Regions from separate parts of the Salmo salar genome. Here region 2 is linked to region 1. A link is a contact called in public Hi-C data. All regions are on one chromosome and are shown on one strand. The core of a region is the stretch at or near the end of the contact, and the rest is flanking DNA. Distances in the headings are between cores, read along the strand shown. Region 1 holds the start of LOC106561224 (CBP80/20-dependent translation initiation factor). Region 2 holds the start of LOC106561252 (mothers against decapentaplegic homolog 7).

The links. Hi-C and Micro-C count contacts between places; a contact is called where the count stands out from the background.
Region 2: a Hi-C map of muscle shows a contact between it and region 1, with 10 times the contacts expected there. The contact joins the promoter of LOC106561252 here to the promoter of LOC106561224 in region 1. A contact is called at or near these places in 2 of 3 Hi-C or Micro-C datasets (gill and muscle).

Annotation. Positions count from the first base shown.
Region 1 is chrssa01:123,395,949-123,400,728 of Ssal_v3.1, reverse strand. LOC106561224 (CBP80/20-dependent translation initiation factor) reads right to left here and starts at 2,959. Exons shown (of 13, transcript XM_014124986.2): 1 at 2,825-2,959.
Region 2 is chrssa01:123,697,997-123,702,776 of Ssal_v3.1, reverse strand. It overlaps LOC106561252 (mothers against decapentaplegic homolog 7), which reads left to right and starts at 2,024. Exons shown (of 4, transcript XM_014124999.2): 1 at 2,024-3,574; 2 at 4,676-4,729. The coding sequence starts at 3,106.

The DNA.
Region 1 (4,780 bases), core at 1,710-4,209:
TACATTGCACAACCTTCAATGTTGTCATAATTATGTACAATTCTGGCTAATTAATTACGGTCTTTGTTAGGAAGAAACACAGTTCACAACGAGCCAGGCAGCCCAAACTGTTACATATACCCTTTTAAGAAAGGCCATGTTTATGGTTAGGTACATTTGTGCAACGAAAGTGCTTTTTTCGCGAAAGCACTTTTGTTAAATCATCACCCGTTCGGCAAAGTTGAATTAGGCTGTGATTCGATGATAAATTAACAGGCACCGCATTGATTATATGCAACGCAGGACAAGCTAGTTAACCTAGTAATATCATCAACCATGTGTAGTTAACTAGTGATTATGTGAAGATTGATTGTTTTTTATAAGATAAGTTTAACGCTAGCTAGCAACTTACCTTGGCTCATTGCAGCCACAAGGTCCTTTTGACGCTGCACTCGCATAACAGGTGGTCAGCCTGCCACGCAGTTTCCTCGTGGATTGCAATGTAATCGGCCATAATTGACGTCCAAAAAGGCAGATTACCAATTGTTATGAAAACGTTAAAATCGGCCTTAATTAATCGGTCGACCTCTAGTGTGCACTATAACAAGGGGTGGGCTGTGCTGATAGACAGGCTTGATTCATGACACACATTTGACAGACGTACCAAAGGTAACACAAATTCTAGTACCTATCAGTTTTTAATGTTTTAGTATTGAAAAAGTACTGAAGTTTTGGTATACCGTACAACACTACTAGTATGTGACTAGGGTTGTTATGTTAGAGCTGGGCGATATAGACAAAAAAGACATGACAATAAATCGAACTATTTTGCTCGATAACGATAAATACAACGATAAACATTTATGGACAGTTAGGCTTACTTTCCATTAAAGGTAGATTTTTTTTGTGCCAAGTACAACTGAGATGGCATTGCCTATGATTAAAAAAGTTATTTAATCTAACATATGCAGGTAATTCAAGATCGATATTTTGATGTGCAACCTATAGAATCCAGAATGTTCAGATTTATTTTGGGCTCTTCAGAGATGGATTTGCCGACATCTTTGTGCATAGGCCTAGGCTATATTATTAGCCTATTCACCACCTGAGGAAGTGTGAACTCAAAACACTTAGCAGGTATGCCAACTAAATATGATATTGTTACTAGATAGATTCATCAATTAGTCTACATGGCTATCAGTAAATGTAATACCCTACAGAACTTTACAGTGCTAGGTCTAGGCTACTTGATGTAGGCCTATTAAGTGCAAATGGTGGGCACTTCAAAACCATACTACATAGCCTACTCTGGTTGTAAAGTGGTGCCATGAACCCAATATATATTAAATACTCACAGAAAGCTGTGAATTCTGTCCGTAACTAGAACAGTAGTTGCTTTCAAAACGTTATTTTTCCACAATTGCATTTTGAACAATTGTCATATGCTTTTGCTTATAACATATCTATCCCTCCTCTGTATGCACAGTGGGGAGAGGGAGTGAAGAGTGGCTTGCACACACAGCAGCCGACAGTAAAACAGGGATCGAAAGATAATTTTATAGCAGGAATCATAATGCATAGGTTATTACTGTTGACCAAATAATGGTTTTCGAACAAACAAAACAAAATCACCGAAAATTATTAGCTAAGCAAAATACTTCGGTAAGAGGAGGGCAATGTCAGTAGGTTAATTTTCAGTTTATTGTCCTAGTGTGCAAACCACTAAGGTCGATGTCCACACCTCAGTGGAAATCGAATTTGCATAAGACTGTTAAGGGAACATGTAAAAAAAAAATAATACATACATACATACATACATACATACATACATACATACATACATACATACATACATACATAGGACAGACACTTCAGAACAAACTTCCTTTAGATTTTTTGGGGGGCTACCTGTTGTTCCATGTAGTGAATCTGTTATTCAGCGCGTTTGTATGGGCTAATACCAGTAAGGCCAAATAAATATTGAGCAATCTTTTTTTCCTTTTTTTATATTTAGCTAAATAGCTAAAATTCTAAGCCTATTTTCAGTTTGTGACAAAACAAGCAGTGTAGATAATCAGTGTACAATCTAAACCACTGAAATATATTATCAATAACCAAAAATATAGTATTTTCATCTGTTCGAAGCTGGTGTACAACATCAAAAGCAACAACTAAACTTAAGAAGGAGAAGTGTCGAAAATGGCGCACACAACAGATCTTAGACTTGCTTTCAATGACACAGATCTAGAACTACATTTATACGTGAATTTGCTCGGGTTGAACCAAAAAGTTCATACTGCAGCGACCATAAGAATCGACTAGCTGTGTAGCTAGCTAGTTAGCAACTACTAACGTCTCAGCTGGGACAACACTTAGGGGATGGTTTGAGAGTAACACATGCTCGCTAGCTAATAATAACAAGAACAAAAAACGTATTTTAGATATGGAATCTTTTTCAGTGCGTTTTATTTTACCAGGCGCGTGCCTGAAAAACATGTTGACTATCATAAAAAAAGAATGACCACACATCTGTCCGGCCTCGGGCGCTGTCACGCTAGTTAACGGTACCTACGTTAGTTTAATTCATACTCAAACTCAAATCCCAACGTTGCCTACTGTCATATCTATAAAGTTACAAGCCAGTCACAGCTTTCTGTCGAGCCACAATCAGTTGAAATGTCTTTCATCATCATCATTTAGGCACACCAGGTCTCAGGCAGCGAAAACATGCACAACATTGGATCTGGTCACACACCGTAGCTAGCGTTAGATCAACACTCAACTGGCAAACATTATTCCAGCTAGATAGCGAAGCTAAACCATTTACAGAAAACAATATCCTCACCCAAATATTGGATTCGGACGGCTGGGAAATCCGGGATCACCTCCTGATATTAAACCCACTGTGTCATGGGTATATTTCTCGGGAGAGAAACGTATTCGGAAGGAAAAGATTACGTTCCCCGACACACAAGCAGGGGGAAACGCATGAATGTGACGTTTAGTCCGGTTTGCTCGCAGGACGTGTGTACGTGGAGGCTTGGATTCTGGGAGCTGGAGTTCTAGTGAGACATCGCAGTGTAGTTGAAATGTATATATCTTGTAATGATACATACTTATATAGACATTTTAGAAGGATCTATGATGTTATTGGGGGACATTTGATGTGTTTAATTATTTCTGAAGTCAATTTCAGTTTATTGATGTTTTTTATTGTCCCTGTGCTGTGTTTTATCTAGGCCTATTCTAATGCTATTACGGTACAAATGATCCACTGTTCGAATTTTTTATTTAAATTTTATTTCATACAATTTATATTTTTGTGTTTAAATAGATTCGAAGGTACGGACCTTCTCATGCAACAGCCTGCATTGTTATACAATAGACTGTACCATTTATTGTTATCTATAAATAAAATCAAACAACGATCATGTTTTAAGACAAGGAGTTTTTGCTTTGTTATGGTGTTAATTGATTTGAGCGCAGTGATGCGTTATTATCTGTGTGTCCAACGAAGTAACTCAAGCAGAGAAGATCTCTTTGTGGTGTATGTAGCTGATGGCCTGTATTGTATTTTTACTTAAGTCCACAAGTGACCCCTTGTGGGTACTGGATGACATACAACTTTTGCAATCATGATTGTGCAATGACATTTTAACCAGGCCCATTTGGATACCATGGCTTGAAGAAGAGATCTCAGTGACTTACCATGGCTAGAAGGGGTCTCAAAGGAGCATAGGGGGTTTAAAGTGTGTGTGTGTAGGGTGTGCGAGTGAGTGGGTGCCTCAGTCACTAGATCTCAACCCAATTGATCACTTAGGAGAGATTCTGGAGTGGTGCCTGAGACAACGTGTTCCACCACCATCAACAAATCACCAAATAATTACATTTCTCGTGGAAGAATGGTGTTGTATCCCTCCAATAGAATTCCAGACACTTGTAAAATCTATGGCAAGGTTCATTGAAGCTGTTCTGGCTGCTCGTGGTGGCCCAATGCCCTATTTAGAAATGTTATGTTGGCTTTTCCTTTATTTTGGCAATTACCTATATGTCCCGCTGCAATGTAGCTTCTGTAATCATTCAACCCAACTGCTTTTATAGAAAACTGAAACAGATTAAATTGACAGGTTGACTGGTCATCACATATTTTCATGAACCTTTGAATTTGGGACATTACCATATTTAGTGTGTAGACAGCACCTTATGCTTCCAGATGAGAGGAAGACAATTTGTGTAAAAAAATATACAAGTAACATGTCTTATAGCCAAGGGAGATGGTGGAAGGTGCTGCTGGACAACTGTCTTTACGGGGAAGTCAGGTGTTTAATTTACAGCAAGGTGTTCAGTGGTCAGTAGTCGATTTTAATATACAAATGGATCCAGAAAAAAAATACAAAAGCTATATATAAATCTGTCTATCAAACACTTTTAGAGAGAACTACAGCTATTAGGTTTAGGTCTATTGAACCCCACAGTGGAGGTGTCATAATACCCATAAAACCTAGTGGTCAAACAGGGAAATGGTTCCAACCGTTTTTCCACCATTGAAATCCCATAGGGGATTTTAGAAACACTTAAAATAAGGGCTGTGTTTATATGCGATAACACATTTTTCTTTGACTTCTTAACATACATTCAGTCTATCATCATCATCAGTGCATTTAGTAAATACTGATTCTTACATGCAATAGGCATAACAATAGACAAAAATTAATCTTCATATTTTATCCTTTTTCCATTAACCTTTACATTAGAAGGTTGCTGTTGTTTAACAACCTAACTTAAAACCTTCAGGTACATA
Region 2 (4,780 bases), core at 775-3,274, 300 kb before region 1:
ATGAGTTTAATTGACTCCAACCTAAGTGTATGTAAACTTCTGACTTCAACTGTATATACACACACACACACTGAGTGTACAAAACATTAAGATTACCTTTCCGATATTGAGTTACGTACCCCTTTTGCTCGGGGGGCTAGTTACCCTGCATTGTTTTCTTTTGCCAATTCGAAATTAAAAATGTATTGATAAAAATAATTCCTGTAAACTGGGTGAATCCACTTTCATTACACAGAGAGACTGAGAGAGAAAAACTCTTTATGTTCTGAACTGCGGTTGTTTTTGGTGTAGATTACTTCCAGACGACCTTAAAAATGTTGGGTGCTGCTGCTGTTGGTTGAGTTTAAACTGTTGTGCGGCGCCAGTGGGGAATCGGTGGAACAATGAGTCTGAGCCATTGACTGTTGGTGCCTGCCATCCTGAATAGAACACACATATCCCATCATCATTACCATCATCCACCCCATCCCAGTGCCCTGCAGCAACACTCACTGCCTTGCCTGACTGGCACCCACATTAACATAGTAGGCTACTGCTGCCTGCCTGCGTCTCCTCCCCTTATGTCTAGAACACAATTAGGCTACAGCAGACGGCATTCTTCAATTTACTCACACAGACCGAGTCAGAGACAGACCTGTCTGTACAGCCAACAAGTCAGTTAAAAGGGTCATATGTTGTCATTCCTTTTGGTAGAGGTTTGTAGACTTTGCGGAGGGAAGGTAGTCTTCTGTCTCCTTTCTACACCCAAGTATAGATAAAGCGGAGTTGCATTCTCTTTATTCTGTCATTTGGATTATGTTTTACAATTAAGCTTTGGTCTCTCTTCTAAATAAATGTAGCTACATTTAATCAGATGGTAGGATCCCTATTAGTCTACACTATCAGGCTGAATGTATCAACAGGAAAAGTTACACATTTTCCCAGCACAAGAAATATATAAACTATAGGCTAGGCCCCATAGTTAGCCTACAGTAGCCTAATGGGACAGGAAACCTCTTTCAAATGGTGGTGCACCAGTCCAGACGATTAGCCTATGTTAATCAAATTAAATTAAATGTTATTGGTCACATACACATATTTAGCAGATGTTATTGCGGGTGTAGTGAAATGCTTGTAGGTTCCAATTTCAGATTTGATCTGATAATGTAGATGTGGAAGTAGCCTACTCAGGCAAACTGAGATTAGCAAACTACTACTGTAGGCCTATAATCTGTTGATTACCAACAGTCACCAGTCTCTGACATGATAGACAACCCAAGTGTGGGATATTATCAAAGAATAAAATACAACAAAACGTTTTGTACAATAACAGTGAACTTGTCCATGATGAGTAGCCTAATGTGTAATAAATAAGTAGGTAACCTATGTCAGATGTATTTCACAGGGAAAATAACTGTGACCAGAGGGAGGCAGTAGTTCGTTGAGACCATTCAGGGGGAAAAGGTTGAGACGTGCAACTAGGTTACCCACCATTAAAGGGAAACATAATAATAATAATAATAGCCTAATAACAATATCAACAATATGGCTGTATTCTAATTGTTGTTATTATAATACCAACAATATTATTATGTGTTGTGTTATTATTATTATTATTATTAGCCTACTATTATGATCAGTGTCAGTCATAGTTAGCCTATTTATATTTATGCCCACCGCATTAATGTGATCATATGGCGCAAAGTAAATAAAAGGTAAAACAAATAATGTTTGGTCAAATATTACCCCGCGGCAACCCTTATCTCTCTTTCAGAGAGAGCGAGAGAGAGTGTGTGTTTCATTTATATAGTAAAATAGCCATTCTAGCTCCATATTTCCCCCCCAACGTGATATTTTCGCCTTGTTTTTACATTTTGTTACTTTGTAACTTCTGGAAATTGAAACTTTTCCTCACCCAACGATTTCTCTGTATGTAAGCTACTTGATCTCTTGTTTGCGCAAGACAATCATTTTTTTTAAGCGACAGGGTGTCTAGACAACCACGTGACGGGGCGCGCCAACGCGCACTGGAGACACAGCTAAGAGCACAGAGTCAGAAAGAGATAGCGAGTGAGAGAAGGCAAGGGCACTTGAGCTATTCGAGTCATTCGCAGACCTTTTCTGAAGATCGCATCACTTCTTTGTCAAACTCAAATCACTTTATTCCTCAGACTACAGAAATTCATTCAAAAAGTGGCTGGATTAATTTATCATGGGATATTTAGAAATATAGGCTGTAGGTAATTCTTGTAATCAAGACTGTTCGGTATTCAATCGGAAACGCAACTACTCTACTCGGGGTAGATTTCTGTCTGGCACTTCAGCGGCTCCAGTTTTGGATTTGCTCATTCGCTTTGGATCTGTTTGGAGGATCCTTTCCTTCTCTCGTAACGTCCAAATCTATATTGAAGATCACATCCTGTGCAGACGGTTATGATATTTAGAAGATAGGGGATAAAACATAGACACTGGCCTTTGTTAAAGCCTTTTTTTGCTGTCGGATCAAGGGTTGTGTGGATTATTTATTTTCTAAAGAAAACGGGCGAGCTTCGTTTTTTTCCCATGGATATATCATTCTAGTATTTTACCAGGATATTTAGCCTACTGGCTCAGAATACCATAAAAATCCTACTCATAACCATATGCGCAAAGTAATGTTACAATGTTTTTCTTTATACATAGCATACTGATGGAATGGAACGAATGTAGCATTTAATGTTCACAGTAGCCTAGCTCTACATTGTAACAATTTATCTATGCTGCTATTTTGTATTCTAGATGCTCAGCGTTCCTACATTGACATTAAGGTTTATGTTTCGATATAGCTGTATATTAGTAGAAGGACTATTATAGTGTTATAATACCGTTAAGGTGATGGTTAATTTCTCCTTACAGAGAAGGTTACTATCACGGCAGGAGCCTTGATTATATATTTTTTTTGTGGGCTTTAGTTTTGAGAAAATTAGACTGGCGTATGCTACAGATTTTCTTTGCTTCTCCACCTCCCGGTTTCTCCATAATAATATATCAGGCTGCTTGTCGTTGCCTGGACTCGGATCCCGGAATCTTCATGATTTGCGGACATCATGCTCGTTTTTTAGCCGGGAAACCCTCTTTTCGTCCCGCATGTTTAGGACCAAACGAACGGGGCTCGTCCGGCGACTCTGGAGGAGCCGTGCGCCCGTCGAGGGCGACGGGGAGGCGGATACACGAACGCATGGATCCGGGGGTTGCTGTATGGGTAAATCGACGAAGGTTGCCGGGAAAACTAGCGCCGGAACGGAGGCTGAATTGAAAGCCCTGACCCACTCGATACTGAAAAAAATCAAAGAGAAACAATTAGAGGGGCTCTTACAAGCGGTGGAGTCAAAGGGGGGTGCACGGAGCCCCTGCCTGCTCCTACCCAGCAAAGTGGACACCAAACTGGGTCAGCAGTCTTATTCCCTCCCCTTGCTGCTCTACAAAGTGTTTCGGTGGTCGGACCTCAGGCATTGCTCGGAATTAAAAAGGCTATCTTGCTGTGAATCCTATGGGAAAATTAACCCAGAACTCGTTTGCTGCAATCCTCACCACATGAGCAGGCTTTGTGAACTCGGTAAGTTAACATACACGGACCGTTAATGTTTGTTTTTTTAAAACAAAAAAAATAATAACATGAAGAAAAAAAACATCAATGATTGCTAATTATATGCATGGTGTATCTGTTTCTCTATTATATATTAAATGTTGGTAAATTGATTGGCATGTCACTTTGCCAGACATGTTGACACAATTTACCGGTGGTGTCTATTGCAATAGCATAGGTCAGACTTGGTTGGTGTGACGTTAGAACAGTTTTATCAGCATCATCACGTCATGACCATATGGCAGTAGTCCCTCGTTTTATTATTTATCTATCTGGGATATAATACAAATCTAGATTTGCTTTGAATGACTCCTCACAAGTAATGCAGAGATTACAAAGGTCGAAGCAATTGTAATTACATTATGTCCTTATTAATTTATAACAAGCAGTATATTATATTATGTCATCTCTTTATTGGTTTGGCAATGCTTGGCCTAGTTATTGTTTTTTAATTGTATTTATATATTTGTTTTTTACTTTAAAATCTAAATGGAAAAGCTTATAAAGAATTCAAAAGGCCTATATGTTTATATTATGTTTATAATGTAAGGCCTACTACACATGTTAAATGTGCTTTCCCAAGTTCTCCCACTGTCTCATAAAAAAATCTACTTGATTGAACTTTGTTTTCATGTCAGAACTACTACTAACAACAGGCCTATAATATAACACACAAGAGACCTACACAATGTTGAACTATTTTAAATGACCTAGCCTTTCATGTAGACTATCTTGTGTATTTGACAGTCAGTCTGGACCAAGTTAGTTTGCTTGCAGCCAGCCCGGCAGCGATTCCGATTGGAGTGTCCTGTTCTGTTGTGAGCCAAAAGAGACCCGTATCTCCCACAGCCTGAGTCGAAGCCTAGTCAGATAGTCGCCTGGAGGCTGGCGCCAGGCGCCCCCTGTTTATCTCTCCACCAGATATCAAGGCAATCGCAGCTTTGCTGCCTGCCCTGCCTCCAACCCTCACTGCTAACACAAACAGTTTTCCAAAAGAATGCAAACTGTTATCGTAAGTTTCTATCTTCCCCTGGACCCTTTTTCTCATGCCTTCTTTCATTTCATTTTCAGAGTCTCCCCCTCCGCCTTATTCCCGATATCCAATGGACTTTCTTAAACCACCCGGTGAGTTTTATTATTACTTTCTGTTTTTAAAGTCGTTTTTCGTGAATGTTT